Linked DNA regions of Ovis aries: region 2 is linked to region 1. The links are chromatin contacts, called in public Hi-C maps. All regions are on one chromosome and are shown on one strand. Each heading gives the region's core, a stretch centred on a gene start, on an enhancer-like site or on the middle of the called end of the contact. The rest is flanking DNA. Distances are from core to core; before and after follow the strand shown.

Region 1 (4,899 bases), core at 747-3,246:
ATTCCAGACATTTTAATTTCAATGGTACTAGTTTATATTTAGAACTTGCATGAATGCATACTTGTCATTTAAAAAAATCTATTGCAGTAGCAGTGGGGGGAGAGAAAAAAGAGAAAGAAAGAGAGAGGGGGAGAGAGAGAGACTCCTGTTCTTCCTGCGTTTGTTTGCTTGCTTTTTGGAGGTATCATGCACCCGCCTAAGTGATGGCTTTGATGTACTAGGAATCGGTACAGTAGCAGGGTCCCTGGATGCTGTCTTTGATTCTAGGGATCTCCTTCGGGCTCTGGTGGGATGTACCGCGCCTAGTCTTTATCTGAAATCCATCCTCTCATTTCAAGCCCTTTGGCTTCTGAGACTCTGCTCCAAACTCTTGGAGGTAGCTGTAAGACTTTTTTTTTTTTTTTGTATTTAGGGAAAGAGTATGTAATTCCCACCCCCCACACCACCACCACCACACACACACACACACACATACACACCCACACACACACACACACACTCTAGACCTTTCCTTGCTATATAAATATATTGGCTTTCTTTCTTACGAATTTAGTCTGAAATTATTTTTCACTGCCTTTATTACATCCCTGCTTTTGATGGCAAAATAGCTTCCTGTGTTTTGAAAACATCTGCTTTCCAGGTTTTACACGAGAAAATTGATTTTACTTTTCTCTTAAGTCCAGAAAGGTAGAAAGTTGGACTTGTTTCCAAGTCTTTCCTTAAGTTGCCCCCTTTCAGTTCTGATTCACTTTCCCCCTTTTATTTCTTCTAATCATCACTCCTCTTTCCCCTCCTTCTAAAGAACCAGAGAAGATTGATTGCGTCTTATTTCAGAAGACAAAATTAACATATTATATCTTTTTGTCTAGTCTGTGGTACGTGTTAAAGTTTTCTCCATATTTTCTCCATTTGTCCTCTGATGGGGGGGGGGGAGGTAATTTTCCTCCTTTAAAAAAAATATCTCCGATTTGCAATTTAAAGTGGTTTCTATTCTAAGTCTCTGCTCCTTCTCTGTTCTTTCACTTAAATCTTTGCTTTAAGCTGTCCCACTCCATTAATGCCCCCACCCCCTTCCTCTTTGAGGATGCTCTCTTCCTATTTAATTTAAATATTTCTGCGTTTGCCAAAAAATGAAAGAAAGAAAAGGAAAGGGGGAAAGAAAAAACAAGAGCGAAAGAAAAGAGAGAAAAAAAGAAAGGAAAGAAAAAAAAATCTTAGCCAGGTTCCTATTGTTGGTTCTCTGCATTTCACTTCTCGGTGTGTGTGTGTGTGTGTGTGTGTGTGTGTGTGTGTGTGCGCGCGCGCGCGCGCGCGTGTGTCGTGTGTGTGTGTGTGTATGTGTTTTTAATACATGCATAAACTTTTGGTGCCTCTCTCCCTCTTCCTGGGCTCTTCTCCCATCCTCTCTTCCTGCTCTCCTCGCCCTGCTCATCACTTTCCCCTGTTTTTTTTTTTTTTTTCCCTCCCTTCCTCCCCTCTGCCTCCCTCCACCTCCCCCTTTTCTTTTTTGCTGAATCTTATTGATCCAGAAGGTGGCTAATTAGCCCTTCCCGTCGTGCCTGGGTAATGAAGCACATGCGCACTGAATTAATCACAGCCATTTTTTGCAGGAAACTAATTAGCAGAATAAAGATCCAAAGACTTTTTTTTCTTTTCACTCATCAGCTCCCACTTCCAGCGCGTCCCCTCCGACCGCTGCAGCCGCCGCCGCCGCCGCCGCCGCCTCCTCCTCCTCCTCCCGGCCGCAGCCGCCGCCGCCACCGCCTGCTTTGCATCCCAATTACAGCCTAGAGCCGCTGCCGCCGCCGCCGCCGCTTCTCCTCCGTGGCCCCTGCCCGCTCCGGGGGCTGTAAACTCCCCGCCAACCATGCTGCTCGGCGGCAGCGGCGGCGGCGGCTCCGGCTCCCCGGCTGCGGCCGCCTCCCGCCCCGGGCTCCGCCGAGCGCGCTCCAGCTCCGCCGCCGCCGCCGCCGCCGCCGCCAGCAGCGCGTCCTCCGCCGCAGCCGACCCCCGCCAGCCGCCGCTGCTGCCTTGATGGGCTCCGCGGCCCGAGCGCCTCTTTTCGGGATTAAAAGCGCCGCCAGCTCCCGCCGCCGCCGCCGCCGCCGCCAGCAGCGCCGCTGCAGCCGCCGCCGCCGGAGAAGCAACCGCGTAAGTGGCAACTTTTCCCTCTTTTTTTTTTTTTTTTTTTTCCCGCCGCCGCCGCCGCCGCCGCCGCCTGCTCCTCCTCCTCCTCCCGCCGCCACCGCCCGGACGCGGGGCTCCTCGGGGCGCCGGGGCTGCTTTGCATGGGGCTCGTCCTGCCCCCTCCCGGCTCCCGCGCCGGGCCGCCGCCGCCCGCGCTCTCCGCGCCCGCGCCCTGCTCGCTCGCTGCGTCCCGCTCGCCTTCCCCCTGCGCCAAACTTTCTCTTTCTCTTCTTCTTCCTCCTCCTCCCGCCGCCGCCGCCGCCGCGGAGCCCCGGGCCGCCCCCTCCTCCCCGGCCCCGCGCCGCCGCCGCCGGCTGCCGGCGACCCCCCGAGAGGGTGGAGGCGCCCGGGGCGAGGCCCGCGCGGCGACTTTGGAGGCGCCTCCGGGCAGGGCCGGCCGGGGCGCGGGCTGAGGGCGGGAGGGCGGCCGGGGTCCGGGCTCCGAGACAAAGGCGGCGGTCGGCGGGGGGGTGGGGGTTCGCGGTGCCGAGTGCCCCCGCCCCCGCCGCCCCCGGCCCCCAACTTTGCCCCACCCCAGGAGGCGCCGGAGCCCCGGGCTGAGCCGCCGCGCGGGGCGCGCACCCGGCCGGGAGCCGTCGCCGCCGCCGCTGGCCGGCCGGGCGCCTTCCGCGCCAGTGCTCCACTGGCCGGGGACACGGCCGCCAGACCGGAGCCCTGGGGTCCGAGAGAGGGCGAGGGGGCGACGTGGCCGCCCGACCTTCTACCTGCGCGCTCTCCGCCCTGCGCCACTAGCAGCGCCGCGAACGCCCTGAGGGGGCTCTGCCCTGGACACTAGGGGCTCCCGGGGGCTCGGGGCTGCGCCGCTGGCCGGGACCAGACGTCGCCTGGCCGGCCTCTCCTTGCCGAGCTGAGTTGAGACACATCAGAGGATCCCTTCTTGTTTTTTTTTTTTTTTTCAACTCCCTCTTTTCTCTTTCTTTTCTTTTTTTGCTCACGGGAATCTGGGATTGTTTACGTTCCGTTCCCCACTTTTACCCCTCGTCCTGTTTCATTCCTCTTTTCCATGTATTTCCCCCATTAGATGCAAAAAGCACGTTCCTGACTTTTACATTACGCATTTTCATGTACATCTTTTTGCGTATCTGTTGGAGAGTAGAGCTAAGTGTATTTTATGCCGGGTATTTAAATTGTGTATGGAATCTGTAGGCTTTTTGTGGAGCTATTAAAAAATACATTTTACTTTGCAAATTAATCTGTTGCTCAGACTCTGACTTTGGCAATATGTTGTGCAGTTCCTTCGAATGTGGCAAATTCTTTGATTACAAGTGCTTGCAAAAAATCACCCACTCAACTTTTTCCCCCTTGTTGCTTTGAAGCAGGGTAAATATGACAATTTTTATTGGTCTCAATTATTGAAACTTGATCTAAGGACTATATGGAAGAAGCGGGCTGATTGCCTTTTTCTGGCCTCCAGTTCTCGTGACTTTTAAAAGGGGGGTTGTTAAGTACCTTTGAAGAATATGACATACGGTGATCGCTGGGCTGTAATGCAAATTACAGAACATAAATTCACTTTGAAATTAAAAAAAAGAGACTGGAGCCCTTTCAGTGGGGACACTTGAGGATTTATTATGTTTTTTAAAAAATTACTTTTTTTCTCCCTACTTTGGGAGAATGGCTAGTTCCAGACCAACTTATTTGGAGGTCTGTGGAAAGAGGCTTGGGAAATGGGAGAGGGGGAGAAGATTGATCACAATCTGCATAATCGATAGGGCAGCGTGCTGCAATCTTGTACCTACATTTACTGTAAATTTCTACAATATCTGCAGCGTGGGTGCTCTAGTGCCTTGCTTGGCTTCTTAGAGCAGATTTAGAAGCAGTGCAAGCAGAATTTACTGTCAGCTCTCCGGAATAATATAGAGGAAGTCCACTGGATTGTGGCTCATTTTAGAACTCCTTCATTTTTATTTTTTGATGAATCTATTTACATGTGGGGGTTTCCAGTACTGAACCCCCAAAGTGTTGGTATCCTATAGGTTGGGAGTGGAAAGTATTGGGGTGGGGGAGAGGGGATAGGAATTTACTTATTGAATTACCACTTCAGCGGCTCTCTGCTTATCTTATAATGTGAGAGATCTTTAACTAGTGCAAGGAATTTAGAGAGAAGAATCCAAGAGAGAGTATTCCACCAGAGACTGAAGCAGTGTCAAAAGTAAGGATTGCTGTGTGTGTGCATATGAGAGAGAGAGAGAGAACACAGACACTTATCTTACAGTCAGGCTTGAAAGCTTGGTGGTAGGTGAATCCATATTTGGAGATGATTTTGAAATAGTCTAGCAAATGGTGCACGAGCAGGATTTCATGAAAAGTGTACACCGAGTCAGTTTTGAAAGGATTGTGGTTTGGGGAGATGAGGTGTGGGCAGGAAAACCCACTGTAGGCCAGCCGCCTTCCTCTGTCTCTGGGTCTCCTCCCTTCCCCCCTGCCTGAGTTCCAGTTTTTAATTACTTAATGCTGAAACGCACAGGGCTTATATAAATATTTGCAAATGCTCTTTCCTATTGATTTCTCTGAATAAACTGCCCTACTCAGGTCCAGAGAGGAGGCAATTCAGATCTGCGGACTTTTTAAACATACAGAGTCTCTGGAGGAGGGTTGGTCTGTGCACGCGTGTGTTTATGGGTGGAATTGTAGACATGAAGACTTTGGGGTGCTGCAAGAAGAGTCCAGGGCCTCTGTGTGGGAACTGGC
Region 2 (4,899 bases), core at 1,070-3,569, 200 kb after region 1:
CCACCTAGGTAATTTTTAAAATTCATTCATTTTTAATTGGAGGATAACTGGTTTATAATGTTGTGATGATTTCTGCTGTGCATCAACATGGATCACCACAGGTGTACACGGGTCCCTTCCCTCCTGAGCCTCCCTCCCACCTCCCTTCCCATCCCACCCCTCTGGTTGCCACAGAGCACCTATTTGCGCTCCCTGAATCATACAGCAAATTCCCACTGGCTGTCTGTTTTACATATGGTATACATGTATTTGTTTCCATAGTACTCTCTCCGTTCATCCCACCCCGTGTCCAAAAGTCTGTTCTCTATGTCTGCATCTCCATTCCTACCCTGCAAATAGGGTTATCAGTACCAGCTTTATAGATTCCATATATATGTGTTCATATATGATATTTGTTTCTCTGACATTACTGTACTCCGTACAGTAGGCTCTAGGTTCATCCACCTCATTAGAACTGACACAAAATGTGTTCCTTTTAATGGCTGAGTAATATTCCATTGTATATATGCACCGCAGTTTCTTTATCTGTTTATCTGTTGATGGACATCTAGGTTGCGTCCACGTCCTAGCTGTCATAGTGCTGCAGTGAACACTGGTTACCTAGGTTATTTACTTTTTACCTTTCTCATTGGGTACTAAGTCCTCCTCTTCACTCTTCCTCCTCTCTGTGTTTAAAGATGTTGCTCCCTAAGTGAGGAATCATTTGATTTTTCTTCCTAATCATCAGACCATCTAATCTTTAATATTGTACTGCTTTTTGACTACTTTTCATTCACACCTTTGACTGGTTTTTACTACTTTATACTTACAGAATGAAGCAAACATTTTTTTCTTGGTGAGAGTTCCTTTCCTTATTGGCTCTGCATAGGATCCGTAATTCACCTAAAAAAAAATTATCCACGTCTGAACGTTTGGGTAGGAGTCTAACTTAAACATTTCCCCTTCTGGTACTTTCTCCAGTTGCAGTGTGCACACAGAAGAGCTTAAACCTCCAGAATCGTTTCTTTAAAATGTGACTGTGGGCTGCAGACTCTGTCCCGACTGCCCAGAGACTGTCTGTCACAGAGTCGTGCTTTCTGTCTGGGCCCTTGCTGACGTTCTCATGGCATGGCAGCATTTGAATTCTCTTTGAATTCGTGGTTTAGTTGCTTACAAATGTCCCCACCATTAAAGGGAATGGGATGAGTCTAGAATTTAAGTTCTTTGTTTGCCTTAATGACCATAACTGTGTGTCTTTGTGCCTTGAGATATATTGCTGTATAAACTTGGGGGTGTTCTTGGGTGCCTTGCTTTTTAAAGGATACCAGCCTGTTCTTAGGTCTAAGAAACATCTAATGGGAAGTAAAGCTGAATAGATGCTTACAGGGTCCTAAGGCTGAGACTAAAATACAATTAGTACCTCTGGCAGATTCCTGGTTGGGTTGCTGTAGCTAAAATCACTGTGAGAAGGCAGGGGTGTGTGTGTGTGGGGCGGGGGGTGGGTGGTTGTCAAACCCTAGAAAAGGACCATTTCATTGTATAGGATCCAGATTTTTAAAATATGGAGTCTTTGTATTCAGCCATTGGCATACCTTTGGAAGTTTCTCAAAAGGAGGAAGAAGATCAAGAATTTTCTTTTTCACTTTGGACACAAAAGAACTGTACAAGGTGCATGTCAAAAATGCATGATGATGCATTAATCCTAGTGTGGCTGGCTAATACAGTGTTTACAAATTTTGCTTGTATGTTCATGAGTTAGATTTGTCTGCAGTTTTCCCCCATAATGCCTTTGTCAAGTTTCGTCATAAACGTTATGCTGGCATAATAAAATAGCAAGCTTTAAAAAAAAAATGACCACAATTTAGCAGTTCCATCTGCTTTTTCTCCCGTTAATGCAGGAAAGCTCTTGAACATAAATCTCTGGGTTTTCCCTTCACCTCGCTTCCCGCTTCACTTTGCAGTTTCCTAGGAGATGTTAACTCAAACACGTTGCTTCTGTCACCCAGTTGTCTCAGACTGAAGTGCGTTTGGGGGCTTGATGGTTTTGGGGGGCCGGCCCAGGTTTGGACTCTCCACGTGGAGGCACACCACTCGATATCTCGAGCGTGACTGTAAGTGCTCACAGCAGAGACAGGCTCTTCACCGCTTGCACCAGGCCGTGAGCCTGCGGTAGGCATCCGGGGATCCCCAGCGTGAAAGGAGGGCTGAAGCTGTCCTGAGCCATCACTGGCTTCATCCGCGTTTCTAAGGCTGCATTCTGGGACATGCCAGGCCATTACATACACAGTGACCTTTGCACAGCTTGGGTCTGACCAAAAGAGGGCAGGGCGAGCCAGTGCTTTTCTGGACACAGCATTGTCTGAAGTTGGCCTGATGTCTGTTTCCCAGATTTGGTTTGGAAAGTGTAAGCCTTTGTTTGTGCTTTGTTTTTATGAATCAGCTGGTTTTCCCAGCTGTGCATATAAGTGGCTTATGATCATGCAAAATGAAGCTCATTGACAGTCAGCCCCTCACACCGCCCTCCACAGACAAGCATAGACTAATATTTCTGTGTACGCCCTGTGCTTCACAGGGCAGAACTCTTTCCTTACTAGGCTGAGCCCCTTCGGATGGCATGGACATCAGAGTGAAGCCACAAAGGGGCTGGAGACTCAGGTCCTTCATTTGTGTGTCCTGTGGCTCCAGCCCCTGGCGTCACTGTTTCTTCTTTTTCGGTCGACTGCTGTTTGTTTTGGGGCCAGAAACAAACGTTCCCCTGTGCTGCGTTTGGTTTGCTTTGCCGCGTGCCCAGGCCCCCATATTCCCTCTTTTCCTTCAGCATTGTCCAGTCCTGTCTTCCCCCACCGGAAGGCCTCTGGTCTGCATGGTCACCCCTCACCCGCTTCCTTCATTCCCGTACAGATTGCGTCCATCAGCGATGGCATTCCCGTCATGGGAGCCCTCCCACAAGGTTCACTCCTACCCATTAGGTTCTAATCACCATCATCTAATATCACTTCTGGTACATCCTGTTCATTTCCCATACACCTTCATTTGTATATGGATACTTAAGTACATTTATAGGCCTGCCTTGATTTTTTTTAATCTATATAATTCCAACATTTTTTTCGTGTAAAAATAAATAAAGTAGGAAGCACATCATATATATGTACATACATTTTTTTTTTTTACAGTAAACATAAGATCTCTCTCTGACAAGCCTAGTCAGTTTTGACTCAGAAGGTGATACCAGCCTTCTTTAATGGAAACTGTTCATTTTTTCTTTTTTTTTATTTACATGCTTTCTATCACTCATGTGTGTTTATCCATCTTGTCTTCACCCTCCAACCATGGGAGCCTGGCAGTGTTTACTTCAAACAGGGTGTTATTGAAAGACAGATGCTTGAAGGGACTGCTCAGGCCTCACACCTGGAATGCTAAAAAGCTTTCAGGCAGATCAGCTGGGTTGAAAAACGTCCCTTTCCATGGGGGAGGGGAATGGGTGAGGGGGATACCCCACCTGAGAGCTTCCCTTCCGCAGCCTCGTGGTCGTGACCCCCCCCACCCCGCCCCGCTTCTGACTTACATCCGCACCCTCAGAGGATGCTTTCAAATCCACAAAATGGTTTATTCCGAAGAGTGAGCTTGAGGGGCCCTTTTTCCTCCATCAAGACCCTCCTCCCCTCCTGCTCACCCTGGCTTTTCTCACCTTTGCCTATCAAAGATTCTGCCCATAAGATGGGGCCGTTCGTTCACTCTCCATCCTCTTTCTCAGTAGTAGTCCACTGAGTTAGAATCATTCTTCTTCTCCATGACTTTGTTTTTAATGGAAGGAGGGGAAAACCACCCTTCTTGGTTTCAAGGACCTTTCTATTTTGCTTGCCCCCTTCTTTCCAGAACATTCCAGTTTGGTGCGAGGTTAAACTGTGCAAAATACTGTTTGAAAGAAGGGAGAGAAAGAGAAAAAGCGTTGTCAAAATGCATTTGTTAGATCACATTTTAAACGAAGTACAATTGAAGGTAGTTTTTGTCCAACGAAAGGAAAAACCCCTGCAAATGCGCTGAGCTCCCAGAGAGCGCGCCTCCTTTGTCGTCGCCCTGACATTGAAGTGTAATTTTTCATGGTTATTTGGACTGGAAAATGGTGGGGGGGAGGGAAGGGGAGAGATGGGCTTGCGATTATTTCCCATAAATGACAACACAATCACATCACGCTCCGCTACAAACATGCTCGGGGAGTTTGCCTTTTTTACATTTCGTGTGTGGAAGTAGCAGCAGCAACCAGGGCTCTGTAGAAACCCAAGGGGATTAATCCCCCTGAACCTGGTGTTCCTCACAGTTCTGGCATGGAGCTGGGTTTCTGGTTTAGTGCGGGTTCCCCAACCAAGTCAGGGCCAGGTTTGGTATTTTAAAACCCAGAATGCACATCTTTCAGTATTTAAAAAGGAAAAAAAAAAAAAAATCTTCCCAGGAACAGCCACCAGGCGAGTCAGCGACACGTTCGTTCCGGCGCGCTTTGTCACCGCACGCCGCTTTCATCCTTTCTGCGTTTCCGCAGGGGGCAGCCCAGGTGCTTTGGCTGAGAACACAGATAAATGGAGCCGGTTGCAATCCTGGCTCTAGGCGTTTCCTCCCTTTTTCTCCTCTCGTGACCCCCACCCACCCCCTTAATTCCAGTGAGGTTTTGACAAACTGTTCAAATGACCGAATGGCCTGGCCCGGAAGTGGGGAACTGGCAGGACCCTGGCGGGTGACGGTGCTGCGTGTGCAGCCCAGGGCGGGCGGTGTGCTCCAGGCCCAGAGATGCCCCTCGTGTACACGCTCACGATGGATGCAAAGCACGCTGGCGTGGGGCTCCCCCAGGCGAGCCTTCGGGGCCTCACCCTCTCCAGCAGGGGCCATGGCCCCTTCTTGTCCACACTCACGTTGGAGGTGAAGCAC

The links. Hi-C and Micro-C count contacts between places; a contact is called where the count stands out from the background.
Region 2: a Hi-C map of skin fibroblasts shows a contact between it and region 1, with 2.0 times the contacts expected there. The contact joins the enhancer-like site here to the promoter of ZFHX3 in region 1. A contact is called at or near these places in 4 of 16 Hi-C or Micro-C datasets (hypothalamus, omental adipose tissue, skin fibroblasts and 1 more).

Annotation. Positions count from the first base shown.
Region 1 is chr14:37,669,017-37,673,915 of ARS-UI_Ramb_v3.0, forward strand. ZFHX3 (zinc finger homeobox 3) reads left to right here and starts at 1,997. Exons shown (of 9, transcript XM_060398456.1): 1 at 1,997-2,151. LOC132657746 (a long non-coding RNA gene) reads right to left here and starts at 1,244. Exons shown (of 3, transcript XR_009596313.1): 1 at 1-1,244.
Region 2 is chr14:37,865,597-37,870,495 of ARS-UI_Ramb_v3.0, forward strand. All of the region lies in intron 3 of ZFHX3 (zinc finger homeobox 3), which reads left to right. Among named protein-coding and RNA genes, the nearest start is that of PMFBP1, 190 kb to the right of the region's middle. Within about 2 kb of position 2,320, at least 13 of the 54 cell types and tissues checked have an H3K27ac peak or open chromatin away from gene starts, as enhancers often do. A contact at or near this core is called in hypothalamus, where this site is marked.